Regions from separate parts of the Capra hircus genome. Here region 1 is linked to region 2. The links are chromatin contacts, called in public Hi-C maps. All regions are on one chromosome and are shown on one strand. The core of a region is the stretch at or near the end of the contact, and the rest is flanking DNA. Distances in the headings are between cores, read along the strand shown.

The links. A called contact is a pair of places that touch in the nucleus more often than the background predicts.
Region 1: a Hi-C map of blood shows a contact between it and region 2, with 2.2 times the contacts expected there. The contact joins two enhancer-like sites. A contact is called at or near these places in 2 of 5 Hi-C or Micro-C datasets (blood and liver).

The regions. Positions count from the first base shown.
Region 1 is chr24:37,581,126-37,585,138 of ARS1.2, forward strand. All of the region lies in intron 1 of LPIN2 (phosphatidate phosphatase LPIN2), which reads right to left. Among named protein-coding and RNA genes, the nearest start is that of LPIN2, 30 kb to the right of the region's middle. Within about 2 kb of position 2,681, at least 3 of the 5 cell types and tissues checked have an H3K27ac peak or open chromatin away from gene starts, as enhancers often do.
Region 2 is chr24:37,539,290-37,542,894 of ARS1.2, forward strand. It overlaps LPIN2 (phosphatidate phosphatase LPIN2), which reads right to left. Exons shown (of 20, transcript XM_005697070.2): 3 at 1,547-1,642. Among named protein-coding and RNA genes, the nearest start is that of LPIN2, 72 kb to the right of the region's middle. Within about 2 kb of position 1,387, at least 1 of the 5 cell types and tissues checked has an H3K27ac peak or open chromatin away from gene starts, as enhancers often do.

The DNA of each region.
Region 1 (4,013 bases), core at 1,431-3,930, 43 kb after region 2:
CATTCAGCAGAAACCTTACTTTGCATTCCGAATTTTGATCTTTTCCCAGGCTAGGGATCTGCCTACTCTACGATCCTCTCCCGTGCTGGGCAGAGGCGGCCCAGCTGCCAGTCAGCCGCCCGGTCGCAAGGGCTGATGACGACACACTTACAGCCATCCTGCACCCAGCCCACCATTCTGTTCCTCACTTTCAGGACAGCAATCTGTCACATGAGACAGTCAGCACTTCACGACACAACAGGTTCTGTCAGTTGGTCCTGCCCACCTTTAGGCTAATGGAAGTGTTCTGAGCACGTTTAAGGTAGGCTGGGCTGTGATGCACGGCAGGCGAGGGGTATATTAAATGTATTTTCGATTTAGGATGTTTTCACCTTAGGATGAGTTCATCAGGATGTAACCCTATTCTTAAGTAGAGGAAGATCTGCATTGAAAAGAGCTGGGTCACTCAGGAGCCTAACAGATGATATCAGGCTGGGACCCCTGACGCCAAGGAGCCCACTACTCACTGAGGGACACAGCAAAGTCAACAAGTGACCTACGACTTAACTCCCACTCAGTCAACAGCTCTTCTTAGCTCTCACTTTAGCTTCCCAAACCATTTCCCGCTCCGTAAGGCCCACCCAAGAGCGGTCTACCCTGCAGCCTATTTGTGCAAATAGTATGTGAGTCTTGACTCAGAAATTCCAGCCCCAAAGAGCCAAACTAGGGCTGACCTGGGTCAGAAGAGCCCGAGAAGTGTAGGCAGAGGTCTTCAGGGAGAAAGGCTAGATCCAACTCCTCCCAGACCTGCACGCCCCACCCCCCGCCCTGCACCCTGCCCACCCTAGACTGGCCTCCCCAAGCAACGGGAAGACATCTTCCCCACATATCCCCTTCTTCCAAGTTTTGGTGTAAAACCACTTAGTCACCCTGACACATGACCTAACCATTTAATGTGAATGCTCTCCTTTAATCACTACTGAGGGGTAGAAAATAAGCCAATCCTATTTTTGTACCACTGTCCAGCACGGTATTAATTTTTTCTTCTTTAAATTTAGGTGTCACACAGGATAAAAGCCAATGTCACTACTATGCAGTCGCAACTCTCAAACAGCACAAAAGTAGCTGTGGTTCATTTCTCTCACTTGCCTCATCCACCAGGTTTGCTCTGAATGACTTCTGGTTCTTTTCGTAAACCTAACCTACCTTGAGGAGAAGGCAATGGCACCCCAATCCAGTACTCTTGCCTGGAAAATCCCATGGACGGAGGAGCCTGGTAGGCTGCAGTCCATGGGGTCGCGAAGAGTCAGACGTGACCGAGCAACTTCACTTTCACGCACTGGAGAAGGAAATGGCAACCCACCCCAGTGTTCCTGCCTGGAGAATCCCAGGGACGGGGGAGCCTGGTGGGCTGCGGTCTATGGGGTCGCACAGAGTCGGGCACGACTGAAGCGACTTAGCAGTAGCAGTAGCACCAACCTACCTTGAAGGGTAAAGATCTTCCACCATTGAGCATGAAGAGATGTATTTCAAGACTGAAAGCAATTTCAAAAGGATGAAGTGTTCCCAAACGTGTGAGAATGACAGCGTCACTGACATGCAGATACTGCCCCTGACTGCATGGGCTCTTCCTCACATTCCTTCACAGACGCACTGCTTGCAGGAGTATGAGCAGATTCTGTATCAGCCATTTGTAATGGAGTGCAAAATTAAGCACTTGAGGTAATTAGAGCTTATGGGTAAACTTTAGATCTTATTAATAACATATGCACCTGTTACTTAAACGTCAGCGTTTTTCATTATGAATAATGTGCACCAATGATCACCATCCACCAGTCCCACCTCGGTGGGCACTGGGGGCTGCTCTCATCCCAGGACAGTATGTACGTACATATCTATGCAGCAAGTTTCTCACACACACACACACACACACCCTCTCCCAGAACAGAACCACATTCCACCTCCCCACCCCACCATCTGGTTTCACAGAGACCTTGCCACAGGCATCAAGTTCCATACATTTTCCAGGAACACCAAAGCTGACTGTAAACCACTGCATGAGAGGTGACGGTTTCAACACTTCACGAATATGCACAGTTCATTTCTGAGGCTTGTATTTCTCTAACTTAAATTGAAAGGAGTATTAGGGAGGTTAAAGCTACAGCCTTGGCCATCATCAGAATGCCAAGCCCTTGTGTGGGAATGGATCTCACCTGGTTTCAGAGAGCCGCGATGCGTTCCAGTGCCACAATCCTAGTTAGAAGGTGACTTCTGCCGCATAAACAGTTAGACCAGCCTCTCTCACTGCCTCAATCACCTTTCAGTGACTCCTGCAGTGGAGAGGAGGGTTTTCCTCATGACTTGCAGCACAACAATTAAACAAACAAGAAAAAAAACAAGCACCAACCCATCAGCTTAGTTAACTGATGTCATGACTGTGGCCAGGAGGCCTCAGCTCCTATAACACAGACAGCCGCAGGTCCCCTGCGTTTCACTCTCAGGAATGCAGCCCCCAGGGATCTCAGAGGGAAGTCTCTCAGAACAGGAAGCACAAATTCACCACTTCCTCCTCTTCTTTTTGGAACCACCTGGGGACTGTAAGACAGCACGTGGCGATCAGGAGGCTGGGAGGCAGGGCCGTGGACTCCCAGGCAACCACCCAGCTCCGGCATCCCAGGCTGCAGCTGCAGAAGGCCCGGGGAAACCTGGAAGGGCCTTCCAGCTAGGCCAGTGCAAACACGACTCAAATTTCACGTCCTATTTGACTGTGCACTGTGCCTACCAGGGCCCCGGGGGAGTTTTCAGACATGTCAGGAGGGGCCATCCCTCTCAGGGCTCTGGATGGACCAAGAGAGCAGCTGCGGCCAGCGCCCCCTCCTCCCCCGGCCCGCCCTGGGGAACACAAGCTCCTTCAGAGAGAGAGAGGAGGATTCCCAAGAGCAACAGCGGGTCAGTGAAGCAGCGTTTGTAATGTTGGAAAACAAAGCCTGTTTGCCATATTCATCTGTTTAAAAGCAGCATATACTTGGACGTGCTGTTCAATGTTCGATTCTGAGGTGGGATCAAGCAGTGAACTTGGGGGACCAGGCACTCGCCCACACAGCACTTACACTGTAACGCTAAGGAGAGAGAGAGGCAAAGACAAAGACAACGCTAGACCGGGATAACTACTACGAAGGAGGTCAAAGGGTGCAGGGAGGAAGGAGTGGAGCGGGTGGCTTTAGGTGAAAGCCACACCTGAGAGACAAACAGCACAGCTAACCCGGGAGAGGGAGCACAGGTCTGCAGCCTCCTAACGTGCAGGGACGGACTTCGATCTACTCTCACAGGGCTCTGCGGCTGCTCTTCCTTTAGGCATTCTGCCAACCTTCAAACTACTGCGGAATCAAGGCCAGAGTCAAAAATAAGGTGACTCAGATGCTAAGTTATAAAACATTCAGGAAACCAGTGGAAATTTTAGCAGTCACAGACTCTGAACAAAAATCTCCAAGTGCAATCAAAAAATTGCTTCCTGAGAGTGGTTTTCTGATCTTCAGTGAAGACAGATGTGACTAAAAGCATCTTTTAAGAGGTTACAATAAAGAGGACACGCTGTTGACACAGAAGGTGTTACCTGATCAGCATTCCCTCTTGACACTTGTTCTTCTGGGCTGAACTGTGGCCTAGGGTAAGTCGGTGTTCGAACCCTCAACACATCACAACGCCACCTTATCTGGAAGCGGGATCTTTACAGAGGTTAACTGAGCTGAAATGCGGTTGTCAGGACAGGCCCTCAACGAATGACTGGCTCCCTTATGCAAAGGGGAGCCCTGGACATAGACAGACACACACAGACACGCACACCAGGGGAGAAGGCCGTGGGAACCTGAGGAAGAGATCACGGTGCCCTCATGGTGCCCGCCCACAAGAAACGCCGAGGCTGGTGCCTGACCAAGAGAGGCGGCCCTGGAGGACCCAGTCCTGCTGACACCGCGACCTCGGACCCGCGGCCTCCAGAGCTTTGAGATCGCACGCTTCTGGGCTTAAGTCCTCAT
Region 2 (3,605 bases), core at 137-2,636:
ACGTGGCTGAACATAGTGGAGGAGGGACGTGCCGGGTCAGCACAGGGCACGTGGAAGCTCAGCCAGAATAGATTCACTGTTGGGGGAGGGGGGCGGGCGGGTGAGCTGAATCAGCATAAGAAAGGTTCGAGAAACGCACGTCCATACCATGGGCTATCATGCAGTGATGGAAAGGACAGTGCTTGGTCTAGACCTTCTGACTCGGGGGTGGGGTGGGGGTTGCTGACAACAACAGTGGGGGAAACAAAAGGTCAGTAAGTGGAAGCCAGAGGGATCCTGGTAATGTTTATCCCTCTTTATACCAGGAGCCGTTGGAAAGCGGGGCTTCTCTTCACAGTCTGTGTGGACAGCAGTGATTCTAGTGTTGTTGGATGAATTGCAATTTGTAATTTTTAAAGAAAAGCACATTATGCTAAAGAAAATCTGACCAATTGGGTCATATGCAGAATAGGAAAAAAGGCTGGAAAGCTGACACTTCACTGAGCAGTTCCGAATGGAATCACGAGAAGTGACGGGTGAAGCAGGGAACAGATTCAGTGCCCAACCCTCTCACTGCCAGATTTACAGGGAGCCTCATCAGCGTGGCAGGCTACATCAGAGATGTTCACTCTCGTGATAACTCACTGCTTCTTTCTGCCTTTCGCCTGTGTCTGATAGGGAAATTTTTTCTCCAGGGCAAAGTAAATGCAAATAAGACAACATGAGAACAAGTAATTAAGATACGAGGAGAAACACCGGTCTGGTAGGTTCCCCTTCATAATCACTGGTTCCTGCTGCCTTCCATACCAGTACTGACGTTGCCAGCCCCGAGTGAACAATGATGAACAATCTCATTCCACTGTTGGTTTCCTTTGGGAATTTATGGCATCAAACTAGCAGTTCATCTTCACAAACAAAAAAAAGTAGCTCTCTGTCTTTAATAATTTGAAGCTATTGTTTTTGCTCTGAGATTTTATTCTCCACAATGAAAGATTTAATGATGCCCCCTAAGAAGTTGTAAGAAGATCCACCTTAAATCAATCAGGAGCAGCTTAGACACATTCACATCAGTGGATACACAGGGAAGGGGGTCAGTTGTGCTCTCGCCAAAAGAGGCCAAACACGCAACAATCACACATACAGGGCAGAGGCCAATTAGTCACCTCTCCCCAGATCATAATAAACTAATGCACCTCACTATCAAGGACCGGGATGTCATGTCCCCAGCGGAAACCTCAAACGTGTTCCCAAGCTCAAAGGTCACGTGTCCACATGCAGACGCAGCCTGCTGTGCCTCTGTGATGACTCAGGTGGAGCTGAGCATGCTCAGACCAAGGTGTGAACTGTGCAGGCACCACCTGAGAAAGTCACCAGACGCTCACAGTGGGGGCCAGGCCAGGGCCTTCGCACGTGGGCAGCCTGGACCTCAGGGGTGGGGGTGGGGGGAGTTCCTCCTGCTCCAGCTCCCTTCTGACAGCCCAGTTCTTCAACCCAAAGTGAAAGCTCATCTGGCCAGCAGCGACCATCCACGAGTGTGCGGCGAGCGTGGCCCGCCCCCAGGACTTACATACTCCTCTTCCGTTTCCTCTACAAAGAAAGCTTCCCCGTTGTCGCCCAGCTTCATGTGGAGATCCACAGCGTCGCCATTGATCTCTATGTCAATCTAGGAGCAGACACAGTGAGGCTGAGCAGTAAGCGTCCATCCTCCCAGCTCAACAAAGCCCAGACTCCAGGCTCTCAGGAGAGCTTAGTCCTGAGGCTCCCAGAGAGACCCTCCACTCCCTGCCCCACCCCACCCCCCTCCCCACGTCCCACCCCGACGACACCACAGACGGAGAGAAAAGGCTTGATCACCTATTTTCATAACAAATTTAAAAAGTTTATTTTCCCAAATGTCATAAGGTGGGGGAAGTCCCACTGTCAGCACACACTTGAGCCCCTCTGGAGGTCCCCATTTTTTTCTGGAAGGGAAGCTATCACCAACCTAGACAGCGTATTAAAAAGTAGAGGCATTACTTTGCTGACAAAGGTCCATCTAGTTTCTTCAGTTTTTCCGGGAGTCATGTATGCATGTGAGAGCTGGACTATAAAGAAAGCTGAGCGCCAAAGAATTGATGCGTTTGAACTGTGGTGTTGGAGAAGACTCTTGAGAGTCCCTTGGACTACAAGGAGATCAGGAAATCAGTCCTGAATATTCACTGGAAGGAATGATGCTGACGCTGAAACTCCAGTACTGTGGCCACCTGATGTGAAGAACTGACTCACTGGAAAAGACCCTGATGCTGGGAAAGATTGAGGGCAGGAGGAGAAGGGGACGACAGAGGATGAGATGGTTGGATGGCATCACCAATTCAATGGACATGAGTCTGCATAAGCTCCAGGACTTGGTGATGGACAGGGAAGCCTGGCGTGCTACAGTGTATGGGGTTGCAAAGAGCTGAATACGACGGAGCGACTGACCTGAACTGGAGGTCACAGCACTGCCAGGCCTCCCGTGAGAGACTTGGGTCAGCATGAACCTCAGCTCCCACACTGTGCTGACCATGTGACTACAGGAAGCACACACTTCACCACCAGCCCCTCCGCCCACAGTCACCCACAGGGAGTAGCTTGAGGCCCGCCTCGGATACTGAAATCCATACACGCCCAAGTCCCTTACAGAGCAAAGGGCGCCATCCTTGCACAGAACCCACTCATACCTTCCCATGTACTCTAAGTCATCTCTAGACTACTTCTAATACGTACCACAACATAAATGCTATGCAAACACTTGCCAGTGCATAGCAAATGAAGTTTTGCTTTGGGGAACTTTCTGGAAAAATTTTTCCAAATTATTTTTGATCTATGATTGGTTGAAACCTTGGATGCAGAACCCACGGATACAGAGGGGCGACCGCACAGAAACAGCAGAGGCCCGTCATGACCACAGGCTCATCACGCTGCTTCTTCAAAGCCTGTCAGTGGCCAGTCCCAGCACATCTGTCCCTCAGTTCAGCCACAGGCGGCGAAGCGTGCGGCTGTGCTTCCTCCTGGTCTCCCAGTGACAAACCCAGCTGACACCTTATAAAATGGACAACGGAAAGAGGACACTGGCCAGAACCAAAGTGCAGCTAAAGAAACAAACAGTACCAGTGCTGGGGGAAGAAACCAAAATGGACATCAGCAGTTACAGAAGAAATAGCCAACTTTGCAAACGAGACGCAGGACGTGTGGCAGAGGGGCCTGGAGGCGAGTTTATCCCAGAAAAGAGGGAAGGAGCTGCGACAAAAGGATGCAGATGGAGAGGGAGGGACACCGGCAAAACCTCAGGCCGAAGCAACTCCCCGAGACGCCTCAGGGCATGGCAATTCCAAAGGACCAAAAGCTGGACGCTGAGGCAGATTCAGAAAGGAGCAGGGCACGCTGCTAAGACAATGAAAAGACACTTATTCCACAGTGCAAGTGTTATGTCAAGAAGGCAAGAGCTGTTCACACCACTCCTGATGAGTGTTTTGTGAAGAAATAAGACATTTAATTCTCATTATTTCTCTTGTTTTGAACTGCAGTGCACTATTTCACTATTTTTCATTTTCCCGTACATTTATAACAGTAAGAGTTTTGGCAAGTTCTGACCAAAGCTTATAGAG